Linked DNA regions of Gossypium hirsutum: region 2 is linked to region 1. The links are chromatin contacts, called in public Hi-C maps. All regions are on one chromosome and are shown on one strand. Each heading gives the region's core, a stretch centred on a gene start, on an enhancer-like site or on the middle of the called end of the contact. The rest is flanking DNA. Distances are from core to core; before and after follow the strand shown.

The links. A called contact is a pair of places that touch in the nucleus more often than the background predicts.
Region 2: a contact with region 1 is called in a Hi-C map of leaf, with 5 times the contacts expected there. The contact joins the promoter of LOC107886357 here to the enhancer-like site in region 1. A contact is called at or near these places in 4 of 34 Hi-C or Micro-C datasets (callus and leaf).

The regions. Positions count from the first base shown.
Region 1 is chrA03:89,781,023-89,788,483 of Gossypium_hirsutum_v2.1, reverse strand. No RefSeq gene overlaps it. Among protein-coding and RNA genes, the nearest start is that of LOC107887627, 16 kb to the right of the region's middle. Within about 2 kb of position 2,578, at least 2 of the 9 cell types and tissues checked have an H3K27ac peak or open chromatin away from gene starts, as enhancers often do. A contact at or near this core is called in leaf, where this site is marked.
Region 2 is chrA03:89,882,314-89,889,774 of Gossypium_hirsutum_v2.1, reverse strand. It overlaps LOC107886357 (protein WVD2-like 7), which reads right to left and starts at 4,688. Exons shown (of 10, transcript XM_041097300.1): 1 at 4,373-4,688; 2 at 2,728-3,525; 3 at 2,348-2,563; 4 at 2,170-2,213; 5 at 1,997-2,086; 6 at 1,833-1,914; 7 at 1,635-1,706; 8 at 1,354-1,464; 9 at 372-504; 10 at 1-252. The coding sequence starts at 4,414. The coding sequence ends at 227.

The DNA.
Region 1 (7,461 bases), core at 1,329-3,828:
CTCTCTTAATACTTTATTTTTATTAAAAGTAACTTTTTTTTAACAAATAGTTGAATTCATTTTAAGAAATGACTTTTATGCCATGGGATTATAAATATTATATTCATATTCTTTTAAACTCATTTACTTCCCAAAAAAGACCTCATTTATTGGTATAAGCAAATAATATTTTAAGGTTTAATCTCTAAACACTAAAACATTAAATGCTAAATCCTAAGATGATAAGAGAGTTAAAAAAACCATTTTCCATTTATTTATAAATTTGGATTCTATTCACTAAGCCACACTATATATAACATGGAAAAAGGATTTAGTTGCATCATATGTCTCTAAATTGTTTCATTTTGATTATGTTAAATGAAATCTTACTTGTGAGCATAGATTTCATTACTATAACATTAATAACATAAGCATGTAGTTAAAATATTTTATAGTTTGAAAATTAATTTAAAATCACAATCATAATCAAAAGTCAAAACCCTCCAACAAAATTAAAAAAAAAAAAAGAAAAAGGTTTTAGGGGACTTGAAGAAGGGAAAAGAGTTGAAACGTTTGACCAAAGACTCCACGTATACCCTAACTAGAATGGCAACATGTTTCTGTAGGGTAGGGTTTGTGGCAAAGTTAGCCTAAGCCTAGGTAACCTGCTTTTTGACTTCAGCTTTCCATCTTTCTTTTCTTCACCGTTTACAAATTGGGCTAGGATAAAAAAATAAAACCCGTTTAAAAAACGGTTCGGGCCTCAGGTAAGGTATTTTTTGTTTGGGTTCGGCCCGAATTCACTAAAAGACAAAAAAATTATTTTATTTTTTTGTTTTTCAATATTATTTTCTTACTATTTTCTCATTGTTTTGCTACCATTTTATTATTATTTTGCTACTATTTAACATAATAGTAAAATAGTAGCAAAATAGGAAGAAAACAATAAGAAAATAATATTGAAAAACAAAAAAAATAGATTTTTTTGTCCTTTAGTGAATTTGGGCCTGATCAAGTCAAAGCCAAAAATATCTTACCCGAGGCCCAGCTTATTTTTTAAATGAGTCTTATTTTTTTGTCCAAGCTTATTTTTTTTGCCTATATTTTTGCTCAAATCTTCTCACATTTTGAGCGAGCCGGGTGACCTGACCCATGAATAGGCCTACAGTAAAGGAGAATAAAAAGCACGAAAAATGGGGAAGTGTCATGAGAAACAAGGGGGTTGCAAAAATTAATGACATGAGAGATTTTAATAATTCTAAAAATGCGGGTCAAATGGAAGTTAGGCCAAGTGGTGCGCATGGGCTTAAGAAGTTGGATGGCTACGTGAAGGGCTCGATAAGTGGGCTGAATGGTTCAAAGCTGGTGGGCCAAGAAGATACTACTTTTATTACAATTGAAAAGAAATCAATTCTTTCAAATAATTGACATACAATTGTCAAATTTGAGGAAAGGAATGGAATAAAACAAGCTCGAGGTGGCGTACATGACCCATGCAAAGCCAAAAGTTCATTGACTTTTGAAAATATGACTATTTCCATGAAAGGAATTACCAAAAAGGGGCATAAGTGAGAAAGAGGGTGGACCATAAATAATCTTCTAAACTCCTTTTTGGCAGAATGGGTGGAATCTCTCTCGAATGAGCTTGATAATGCGAGTAGAGGTCCTAGACTAGAAGATGATTTTGAGAGGCCTATAGAAATGATGAAAATGGAAAATGGTGATGCGAATATGGTGCTAATGAATGGAAGACTGATTGGAGAGGAACCATCGAACCAAATGGTGATAGTCAAACATAGTGGTGTGGATGTCCCTGCAATTGGTAGGTTATCGACTAGGAAGTGAGTGGTTCCCCGTACTTATTATTTTTTATGGATATTAATATTATATGTTGGAATTGTAAATGAGCTGCTAGCTCCAAATTTGATGCTATTTTAAAAAAATCCCGCATATACTGAAACCAAATATTCTTATTTTATTGAAAATAAGAGTTAGTGGGAATAAAGCCGATGAGGTTATTCGAAAAACCAATTCTGGCTTTTTGTACATATTAGAAGCAAATAGGTTTTCAAGTGGCATTTGGATCCTATGGAAGGATATAATGATGGTTAAAATGTTGTGGAAGTTAATGCTCAATTTATTCATTTTCGATATTTCAAGCAAGGTATGAAACAAAGTTTTCTATTTACGTTTGCGTATGCTAGTCTTTGTGCATCAAAATGTAAACGCATGTAGAATCAATTAGCATCCTTAACCCCCAACAAGATGAATCGTGGATTATGAGGGGGTGATATCAATGCTATTATGTTTAGCGATGAAAGGAAATATGGTGTAGGGTCACATTTGGATGTTGATCTCTTATTTCGGGATTTCATGTTTGACCACGTTTTTATTGATATAGGGTATAAAGGGCCATCTTTCACCTAGCGTTGGGGGTCACTTTTTCAATGTTTGGACTGGTTGATTTGTAATAAAGATTGGTTGGTATCCTTTCCTAAATCCTTGGTGGCCCATTTGCAACGTATAAGGTCAGATTACAGGCTGATTTGTATATCCACTAGGCCTCAGGTAGTTCTCAAGTTGATTAGGCCTTTTCAATTTCTTGCGGCATGGCTTTATCATGCATAGTTCAACTCAATTCTGAGTGGATCCTGGTCTTAAGGAGATGCCGTGGTGACTAATGTTGAAAATTTTTGTTCTAAAGTCAATGAGTGGAACACGAACTCTTTTGGCCACATTGGGAATAAGAAGAGGATGCTTCTGGCCAGGTTAAAGAGGATTGAGGAGAGGCTTGATAGACATCCATCTAATTTCCTTGGTAGCCTAGAGAAGGAACTTAAAATCGAGCTGGAGGATATCCTTTCCCAAGAAGTGAGTCTTTGGCAACAAAAATCCCGATGTAAATGGGCTTGTGAAGGAGACCGTAATACAAATTTTTTTATACTATCACTATTCTAAAAATGACTAATTTAATTACCATTCTAAAGCTTAACAATGACAATTGGTGTTATGAGCTGAAGGTGCTTCAACAAATGGCTACCGAATTTTACAAAGTCCTTTTCTCTAAGGAAAGGCCACAGGACACGACATCGATGGAGCAAGGTTTATTTTACAAGATGACTGAGGTTGAGTTCAACTATTTGCAATCTAGTATCACGTCAAAAGAAATTAAGAAGGTTGTATTTAACATGGACCAATTGAAAGCTCCTAGAGTTGATGGGATACACGCAATCTTTTATAAAAAAGTGGTATGTGGTTAGTTAGAGTGTTTGTAACTTTGTGAAGAATATCTGGAGTTGGGGCAATCTTGAATACTGACTCAATCATAATTTGCTCGTGTTGATTCCTAAGGTAGAAAATCCTTAGAGCTTATTCCAATTCCGACCTATTAGCCTTTGTACGGTTTTGTACAAGTTTGTGACAAAGACAATTGTTAATAGATTGAAGCCATTGATGCAAAAATGGGTGCTTCAGAACCAGTCAAGCTTTGTAACTAAACAAAGTATAATAGACAATATTGTTGTTGCTTAATAGATCATTCACTCAATGCGTAGTAAATCTGGAAAGAAAGGGTGGATGGCGGTGAAGATCGATCTAGAAAAAGCATATGAAAGACTGGATTAGAGTTTTATTGCAGAAATATATATTGGTATTTCAGGTAATCTCCAATACTTCATTATACACTATATTAGTTATTCGATAATGCAGGTATATGGAATAGGAATCTCACTGAAGTATTTACTCCATCCAGAGGTATAAGACAAGGTGGCCCAATTTCACCTTATACCTTTGTTTTTTGTATGGAGCGGTTAGCTCAGATTATCAATGTGGAAGTTCTTAACAGGGGGTGGAAGCCTATAAAACTCTCTAGGGATGGTCCTAGTATTTCTCACCTATTTTTTGTAGATGACTTGGTGATGTTTAGTGAGGCATCTATTGACTAGATAGAAACAATGAAAAGGGTGCTTGGGAGATTTTGTGTAGTCTCCGCACATCGAGTTAATGCACAAAAAACTCAAATCTTTTTCTCGAAGAATGTCATCCATGAATTGAAGGTAAATATCAATTATAGACTTGGCTTTTCTCATGTGGATAATTTGGGGAAATACCTTGAAGTTCCACTCTTGCATCAAAGAGTCACAAAGGATACCTTTCAATATATAGTCGAGAATATGAGGAAAAATTGGCAAGATGGATGTCTAAATTGCTATCTCTTGTTGGTAGAATCACACTAGCTAAGCTAGTTCTAACCGTCATTTTTATATATGCAATGCAATCAACAATGGTTCTGAAAGGAATGTGCTATGAGATGGAGAAGATTATACATAATTTTGTATGGAGGACCACAGAGGAGAAACAAGAGATACATCTAGTCCAATGGGACAATCTTTGCAAAGGTATGAAGAATGGAGGCCTTGGTTTTACGAAGTTTGATAATACTATTAATGCTTTCCTTATGAAAATTGAGTTTAGGGCCTATTCTGTAGTGCTTTAAAAAAGAACTTCTGGCTCCAAAAGTATTTTTGAAAGAAAAATTGTGCTAAACAAGCTACTTTTGATTGAAATTTTTAGCTTTTCAAAAGTGGCCCTTTTGAAGATGAGAAACTAAAATTTTTAGCTTTTCTTCTCCTAAAAGCACTTTTAGTACTTAATTACTTTTTCACTCCTCCAATAACATAGTACTTTCCCTTTATTTTTCTTGGTGCTTAATTACAAATGTGTTAATATCATTAATTAAAAATAAAAAATATTTTTAAAATACTAATTACAAATATTTAATGGTTATATTTAAATATTTAAAATATAGTTTATATATTCTAATTAAATTTTATAAATAATTAATATTTATTGCTTAAAAATATTTAAAATTTATATTTCATATATTAAAATATTAACAACAAGTTATAATATTTTTTTATATTCTTAAATATAATAATATTAACTAATTTAAATATTATTTAAATGCATATTTGTTACTTGATAATAACATGTCTAAAATAGACATTTTATTTCTCAAAAATACTTTTTGACAATAATGCTAAACACTCAAGTTTTAAACTAAATTTTTCAAAAGCACTTTTCCACAACACTTTTCCACAACACTTTTCAAAAGTATTGCCAAACTAGCCCTTAATCTTATAGAGAAACTTGATCAACTTTGGGTTCAAATTCTCAGAGCTAAGTATAAATGGAAGGGTAGATTACCTTCTACTTTATATGTGGGAAATGTTTCTTGATTGTGGAAGGATGTCTGCAGAGTATGGAATATGGTAAAGGATGGTGTTATATGGAATTTTGGGAATGACATATATGTTGAATTTTGGAGAGATAACTGGGTCAAAGGCTAGGTCTTTTTTTTGTCTTTTTCTTTTTTATTTTACAGTTGTACTACACCTGAATGCATACTTGAGGAGCATGTACATGTGAAGGTGATGGTGATGACAAATGGGGATTGGAATTGGTCATTTTTTAGGACAGTTTTGCCAAATCCAGTTATATTGAGTATTTTAGCTTATAAACCTCCATCGGAGCAAGATGTGGAGACTTTGTGGGATGGGCTCATGTTAATAAGGGTGGGTTTCCATACGATCTGTGTATGCTACTTCTTGTAGGTTTGATGTGACTAAAAATGAAAAAATATGGCATCAGATTTGGCACATTTCGACCCCTTAAAAGGTACGTGTGTTCGTTTGGCTAGCCTATCTTGATAGAGTTCTAACAAATGTAAACCGTGTGAAGTGTCACCTTACGGTTGATGCAAGCTGCGAGGCATGTGGAGATAAGTCGGAAACCATTGAGCATGTGTTGTGGTTTTGTACTCCAGCTGTGGCAACACGGTCTTTAGTGATCAAGCCAGGTAAAAGATAGGAATTCTTCAACCTTAGGTTGGAAAATTAGGGCTTTTTTAGATAAATAACCCAATAAAATTAAAAAATTATGAAAATGTCCCTAGTATCTGATTATTTAGAAAATTGATCTTGTTTCTACATTGTCAATGGCTGCCGCCACTTCTCAAAGTGACACCACCACAAAATGTGACAAAATATTACCTCCTAATTACAAAAATCATTGGATGTAAAAAAAAACATTTTTTTTGTGCCACCACTTCCCAAGTCGGCACTCATATAAGTTTTCTAAATACACTATATTTTCACGACTATTTCTGGAGGTAAATGGAAAAAATATATTTTATTAATTTTTGGTGCCGCTTCCTTTAATGGAGGCACCAATACTAGTAAAAAAAAATCTCTTTAGTGCCTACTCCAGATGAGACGGCACCATTATTTTTTTGGAATTTTTTGGTGCCACCACTTCAAATGGAGTCACCAAAAAGGTAGAAATAAAAAATAAAATTTCATGGTCCCTACTCTAGATTAGAGGTGCTCATGGGCTGGGCCAGGCTCAACTAAAAATTTAGGCCCACTCATTGGGCTCGGGTCGGGCCGGACCCAAAAAATGGGTCTAAAATTTTGCCCAAGCCTGACCCAAATAAAAATACTAAAATTCGGGTCCAACTCAACCCGCTTGTATTAATTTTTTTATATTATTTTATATAATTTTAAATATATATAATACATCTAAAATACTATAAAAATTAAAATAAATATTTTCCAACAAATTGAAAATAAATTTTAAAAAATATGTAACTTAAATAACACTAAGAGATGCAACTTAACAAGCAAATACCTCTAAAATAATAACAAAATTAACAAATGCCTTTAAAATAATAACAAAATTAATAATAAAATAAGTTTTATACAATATCCAAATAATAACAACAAAATAGTAGCAATATAATAGTAATATGGTAGCAAAATAGGGAGAAAACAACAAAAAGACAACATTCAAAAACAAAAAAAATAGCAGATTTTTTTTTGTCATTTAGTGAATTTGGGTCGGGCCCGAGCAAAAAAAACCTTATCTGAGGCTAGACCCATTTTTTAAAAGGGCCTTATTTTTTTGTCCAAACCCATTTTTCGGGCCTATATTTTTTGCCTAACCCTCCCACATTTCGGGCCAGCCTTCGGGCCGAGCCACGTAGCCCGACCCATGAGTAGGTCTACTCTAGATGTGACGACACCAATAATTTTTTTAATTGAATTTTATGTTTTAAGCAATATTTAAAATGTTATTATGTTAAGCAATATTTAATCTGTTAGTTATGTATATAAAAATACAATCGGTGGAAGGAAAAAATATTTAGATGATGAGAAAAATAAATGTATTGATCCATATAATCTGATTTACTCATTGTGGTGACTCTATATGAAATGGTGAGACTGAAAAATTCAAAAAAAATTACTGGTGCCGCTACATCTGGAGTAGAGACCAAGGGAATTTTTTTATTGTTTTTGGTAACTTGATGTAAAGTGGCAGCAGCAAAAAATGTCAAAAGAAATAATGGTGCCGCCACATTTGGAGTAGGAACCAAAGTGATTTTTTTACTGGTATTGGTGCCTCCGTTGAAGGAGGAGGCACTAA
Region 2 (7,461 bases), core at 3,439-5,938, 99 kb before region 1:
TTCCTGCGTTGGCTGCCCTGCCTAAAATGAAATGAACAACCATGGCTGATTGTTTCAGGAAGCCACTACTGTCAAACGACCTATACTAGAACCACTGGCATTAGCAACAAGTCCAGCACTTTTCATGTTATTCTTCCTCATTCTCTCAGCTCCCACTTTTGGCATCCCACCATTCTTACGATCTTTTATGACCTTATCCTTCTCTGATGTTCCATGTTTTGGCAAATTACTGCGCTCTTTCCCTCTCTATTTCTTCAAAAGGACGATGTTTTGTGTTAGAGATGCAGAGAAGCCGGTACTACCAGTTGGTGGAGTGGAGGATATGATGCCAGACTGAGATGATGACTCAACTCTACAAAAATTCAACTCACCTACAGGCCCACCAGTAGAAAAGACCTCTTTATTAGCTTGCTTGGAGAGTGGTGGTGATCTTACGGTAGCTCCTACTCCTGGACTTGCTGCTTTTGGTAGTACTTTAGCTGGTTTTATGGTAGATGATGCAGCCTGATAACGAAACAGAAGAAAGCTAGTGTTAAATCTATTGACAAATGGAACAGAGATATGAAATATAAGGGATTCAGATTATAATAGGTCCAACAATAAGGTCTACATTTCCAACTTCCTATCAAAGCGACAGTCAATATGAAGTATCATTTTGAAAGGAAAAATTCATTTATAAACTAAACCATGTAGAATGTCATTGCAGTGTTTCCTATGCTTAGATATTAAGATCATTTAGAATATGATGCCCAAAATAAGTATCACATATTTTCCATCATACGTGGAGCAATACAAAGCTCTACCAGGATTCAGTAATTATACATAGTCCATGGTTACAAACTCCAAAAACATCAACCTTGTACTTCTTGAGTCATCAACCAACATGCATATTATTTTCCCTTCTTCAACAGCTTCTTTTGGATAAGGTAATTCGTTTCAGATTCTCACATCCAATATAAGAGCTGTCTTGAGAACAATGAAGTCTACTAAAACCAACATGAAGAAACAAGAAGAAAAAACTTCTGCAACCAAAACAACAAATATCCAAAAGCCAATAACAAATGGGCAAAGAACAAAATATAAACATTCTTTCTTTTACTACTATTGCTTCATATAGCATTAAATAGATCGTTCCACATGCAACGTCAAAACATTAAATGCGTTTTGAGAAAATTAAATACGAAATGAAGAAGAATCTGTGAGACACTGAAGCTATTATGCTAGATTATGATTATATAAACCTCCAAAGTAGATACGCAGTCAAGAGTGCATGCTTTCTAGATGTACACTAATCACATCAAAAGACATGAGCTACATTATAAAATCAAAGCAATAGCTTAGCTTCTTGTGTACCTTGTTTCCATTGGACCTTGGTGCTGTAGCAACATGATAGAAAGAAGGCATGGGTTTTGCTTTGAAATTAAGGCTTTTCCGCAATTGTTTAATTTCTGCCTCTGTCTTCTCCTGCAGTAAGACCAAAGCACTTAATTTATTTATGAATTTAGCAACCTATTATTAGTCCAGAAATGTCAGAGCAGTCCTTCACTTCAAATACTGACAAGAAAGCACATAATGGAAACCCATTTCATTTTCATTTGAAATAGTAAATAATGAGTATTGCATGCTTCCCTTACTTGCTTTCTTGCTTGAATCTGATTCATCTCAACCTCTTTGGAATGCATTTTCTCTTCTACTTTCATGGAGAACTGAAAACGTTTTATGAGGAAAAAAAAAAAAAAGAAATTTAAGATACTAAACTGCATCCTTAAACTAAAAAATAAAAAAGGGAGGGTTTAAGATGACAGCATGTTTGCTTGCCCCTTTCTCCTTACAGCTCGTTCATCACTTTTGAATTGAAATGCTCCAGCACTTAACTTTACATCTGCCTTAGTTGAACTGATAGTCTGCTTAAGCCTACATAACAGAATATGCTACAATAAGGTTAAAAGTCAAAATTTTGATAACATAAAGCAGTGTCCATAATGTTGCTACAGACCTATTTGGTGTCTGGTGAGCAACAGGTTCAATCTTCTTAGATAAAGAAGGACGAGCTTCAATTACTCTCTTCGCCATTGCTCCTTTTTCGCTGTAAGAAGAATGAAATAACCTTTTGAACCACCCTCACAAATGAAACATGTATATTCTTAAAATACAAGAAATAGTAAGTACCTTCTATGCTCAGTGTTTAATTTTGCATTATCTCTTTCAGAATCCTGGACAAGAAAGACCAAGGAAATTCAGATGGCAGTATGAAGTCTAACAAGAATTCTTAACAAAGAATAAAAACTAGACAATACAAAGGTCGCCTTTTCTCATTAACTTTCAAGTCTAAGTCCAAAATTTTCACCTCTTTGTTTGGAGATCTGTGCATTAGACGTCTAGTTGGAGTGGCAGTTCGCAATGGTAAATTTTCTGCTTTTGTTCTCCTATTGATCTCTTTTTCCTTTCTTTCTAGAATCCTTGCAGCTACTTTTGAAGGATCAGAAGAAATATTTTTCCGGGAATGATCAGGACTTGGAGACTTCAACCTCGGTTTAGTTGCTTTTACAATAGCAGGCTTCAACTACAATTAAAAAATAAAAAGTATAAGCTACAAGGATGTAAACACAAGACAAAAAGAAATGCAGGCATCACATCAGAAAACAATGTGAGATCCAGTTTCTGGCTACTACAGTGAATGTTACTTTCCAGAAACCAACAAGAACTAGAATGAATATAAACCCATACCTTAGGAGAATGATTTTGCCGAATCTCTAACTTAGGAGGATCAACTTCTCCAGTGGTTCCACTACAGGGAGATGGATTCTTGGACTTAAATGATTCATCAATACTAACTGCATTGTCATCATGGTTTTCCTCTACTTTTTTATCTGGCTTATCGTTGCTAAAAAGTGGTGTATCGCATCCAATTTCACTTTCAGGAGACTCCTCAGGTTTAACATCTCTAGGGACTAAAACATGAGTTTCATAAGTATATAAACCTCCAGGATATTCTAGTCCACATTCAATCAATGCACCCTCAGTATGATATTTTGAATCTTCAAGACCATTGTCAAAGTGAGCACAAAGGCTACCTTCATTTGCATCACCAGACTGGTTCCCTTCATTTCCATTTCCACAACAAAAATCTTCCCTATAATCTGCATTATCCAAGCCATTCTCACCAAAATGATCGCAATGGCTATCTTTACTTAAACTATCAGATCCTTCTTCAGAATGCTTGTTCTCAGCAGCATGATTTTCAACCAATTGGTATTCTCTGTAACCCTCATTCTCCACGGCATCATTCTCACAGGTTTGATCTTCACCTCCAGTTTGGCCCTCAGATGAACCTTGGAGAAGAAGTGCCTTCTTCCTGAAGTGAGCTTCAAAGTAAGCTTTCTTCTCTATAACTGAACCTGGTTTCGAGAATTTCTCAACCTCTTCAAGATATCTATTGTGTGAGAAAGAGGATCTCCTTTCCCAAGCTAAGGGTTCATTTTCAAATCTGCCAAATGATATAGAACCAGAATGCAAAGATTCTGTCTGCCAAGATTGAAAAGAATGTGGAGTTAGAATAAATCAAATAGGTGGACAAGTTATCAGAGAATAAAGTAAATCGTATTTTATGAGCCAGTTCATGGATCAGAAACTCATAAAAATGGTTAGCAAGATCAAAATTCACCAGCACTTAAATACCCATTGGTAGAGGTACTTGAGATACCGTAAGCCTTTATAGCTAAAGACAATCTTCTGTAGATTTTCAGCTTTTCAAAAATAATATAGTAGACATTTCTAATGGCACAAAAGTGGTTCCATAGATAATTTGAAGTTTGAAAAAGAATAACTAACATATCTAATACTATAATTATAAGTTAATGTCAAAACTAATGGCTAACATACATACCATCTCCTAAGAACAATTCCATTTCTTTGTCTGAGATACATTATGTATGCTTTTGTGTATACATGACATTTTATTCAATAATATCATCAAAACTGAGATAGGAAACAGGGATCATGATCAAACTAGAACTAATCAAGATATGGACTAAGAGAAACTGAAACCTAAATAGCAAGTAAATGAACTTGAGTCATCCAAAAGGGGATATATATGTACAAACTATGAACATGAAGTAAGTTCGTTTTGCAAATGAAGTGAACCAACCACTACAAATTTTTTTTTCCTTGTTTTAAACTTCATCAATGAGATTAAAATTTCATTAGTTAAAAACAAATTGAGGTTCCACCATTTCTAAACATAAACCGGTTTCACAATATTCAGTAAGCACTACAACAATTACCCAGTTGACAAATATAATTCCATTGATGAAACACATAATAGAAATTCCAAACACCTAACCAAAAGGAAAGAAAGAGCAAGAAAATTTACCAGAAAACTAATGTTGAAAGGCTCTTGAAACTCTCCCGCCATTCGCAGCAGTTACCTCAAAATTCAAGAGTGAGTAAGCTACATCCTCAGCGTATCAAACGGATCAAGTCAATCAAATTAAAAACAAAACACATTTCTTCACAACTTCAACAGTAACACACGAATCTTAACTAAAAGTGCTTTGCGAGTAACACGCCAAAAACAGAAAAAGCCAAAGCTCCAAGGTTTTTTTTTTTTCTCGTTTCTTTTCAGATCTTTCTAAAAGAAGGAATAAATATTGTGAATTTGTTTGTGTATAGTGTTAAGAGTAGAAAGTTTGTGAACGTAATAATAATAAAAAAAACCTTTTATCATGTGGGGTTGGTTGTCCTTTTTGTCTTGTTCTCATCAGATCATCACCGCACTTATAATCGGACGGCTGTGATTATGGATCAGAGGAGGAAGAAGATCTAGAGAAAGCTCGCATTCGGATTGGGAACGACACCGTTTTCTGGTATGGTTGGTACTGCAAGTGTTGGGTAATGTCCCACGTTTGAGCTTCATTTATCTGTTGTTGACTTTCCCAGCATTGCTTTTACGACTTATGATCACTGTTGTACTCTTTTCCCATAAAAGGGTCTCTGAAGTCCGAGAATACTTAAAACATTTTTTTCTTAAGTTACTTAAAGCTTATTTTATTTTATAATTTTTAAGAGATTAATAAGATTAATCCACTGTTTATGTACAATTTTTCATGTAAAAAATAAATAATATTTTTTTTGAAATAATATAATCGAAATCAATTTATAGTGTTTTAAGTTTAATTTCCATTATACATTTATTAAAAAAATTCATCATCATGTGGCTATTTATTCAATATATGTTTTTTTTAAATTAGAATAAAATCATTTTAATCCATTTAATTGTAGTATAAATAATATATAAACTTGATGAGTAATTTTTTTGTTGTGTTTTATTAAAGGGGGACAATCAAATATTTATATACATGATTAGTGTTTATAAACACACGTGTACTATTCTAGGCTATTTGCTAGACTTCGTTGCCCCACATGCAAGCTTCTTAGATATATGTGAGCTGAGACAACGAGCTCCTTTTGCGAGCACCAAGTGACATGTGCAAACTAAGACAGCAAACTTCCCTTACAAACTTTCGAGACACGGGTGAGTGACCTAAATCTTATCTAGTTCTCGAGTTAATGATCATAAGAACATAACAAAACCTTTTAAAAATAAGATAATATATAGTTAAAAATTTTAATTAATATAAATGAGATTTATAATCATTTTAATATTCTCATTAAATCAAAGCTTTTTAATCTTTATATAGAAATATATATAACATAAAAATCAATTGATATTTTAATTAAAATTATAAAATTACATATTTAGTATTTAATGTGCCCTTTATTCAAATCAAATCACATCATAATAGTATAAATTATTTTATAAAAAAGAACGAAATTTTAATAATTACCAAATGAAATTGAAACTTGATTAATAAATCCAATTAATTCAATTAAAAATTTTGTAATAATAGAGATATATGGATTATTATCCTATCGGAAAATTGGGATCAATTAGATATTGTGGGTGATCTGCCTATCGGAAAAAATAACAATTGGAAGTTTATTTTTTAATCTAGTAGGGGTTGCAAGCTAAACTACTAATATAATTTGTTCTCTCTTCTGGATCCTTATATTTATTAATATTTGATTGAATAAATTTATTTTTATTATAGATTTAATGATATTTGTTGGAGATAAATCCAAATTAAGCAACGAATAAGAATGAATAAAGAAAATTGGATACAAATATTTATATGGAAAAACTCCTCTAACGAGGATAAAAAACCACGGGTAAAAAAAAACTTCACTAAAAGCTACAAATAACCGAAGAAGAGTACAAGATAGAAAAAATTTAAAACAAACCCTCGCATCCTAAAAAATACAAAGCTCTCTGGCTAAAAATAAATTTCCCCCTTAAACTCTCTTTTGTAGGTTGCTAAAAGCTTATTTATATGCTGAAATTCGTGGGCGTATCTGATTAAAATATCCCTAGAGTAATCAGAGTTTAAGTGGAAAAAGATATTAGAGTATAACTAGGAGAAGAAACGCAATTTATGTGGGAACACGTCACCATATCGCAACACCCCAACACTTCTTGTTGTGATGCTGTCCGTCTTCGTCACGTCGAGAATCGCCTCGTTGCGATGTCATCTCTGCTTCGCTGTTTCAAACATTTTCACATTGTCCCAACGCTCCTCGTCATGATGTCGGGTCTGTTTTGGACCTTCTTCGATTGCTCGTTGATTGTCTTTCTAAGTGCCTGCAAAGAGTTCGGTAAATGCAAAGACACCTCACAACATTAATTCTTCATGTAATGACATAAATTTTAATTATAATAAATTTACAAAATAAAATATAAAGAAAAGCTACTTTAGTTAGTACGATATTGATTTTTTTTAAAAAAATTAGATATCCTTTCTTATATAAAAGAATAGATATGTTTTCTTATAATACTTCGAGATTTTGCTGAGTGGAAAACATAAAAAAAAAACACTAGGAAAGAAGTAATCTAATTATGAAAGTAATGATTTTTTTTCTAATAAATGAATATTTAACAATAAAATATTTAAATACCATGTTAAATAGGAGTTTTATCTTTATTTTGTAAATTATTATAATTTTAATTTAGAACTTATGCCATTTTAATATATTTTTCCAAAGGTGGTTTAGCATATAGATTGTCCATTAACAAACTAAGATCTTTGTTAAAAAAAAGTAAAAATTATCTTAAAGTAAGATAATTTATGGAGTTCTCTCTTGGAAATGATGGCATAAAGGATCCAATGCTTAATCCCACGATGTAAGGGAGGGGTGGTTGGTAGGGCTACGAAAAAAGTCTAGTTATAGGAAGAGGATTCATCATATGAAGGTGGTACACCTATAGAAGTTGGTGGTGGTTAGGAGCTGATCTGAGCCGAGCTTGAATATTGCCAAGCTCGAGCTCAAGCTTGACTCGAAATTTAGATTTCAATACTCAGCTCGAGATGTAGTCGAGCTACTAGATTTCAAGCTCGATTAAGCTTT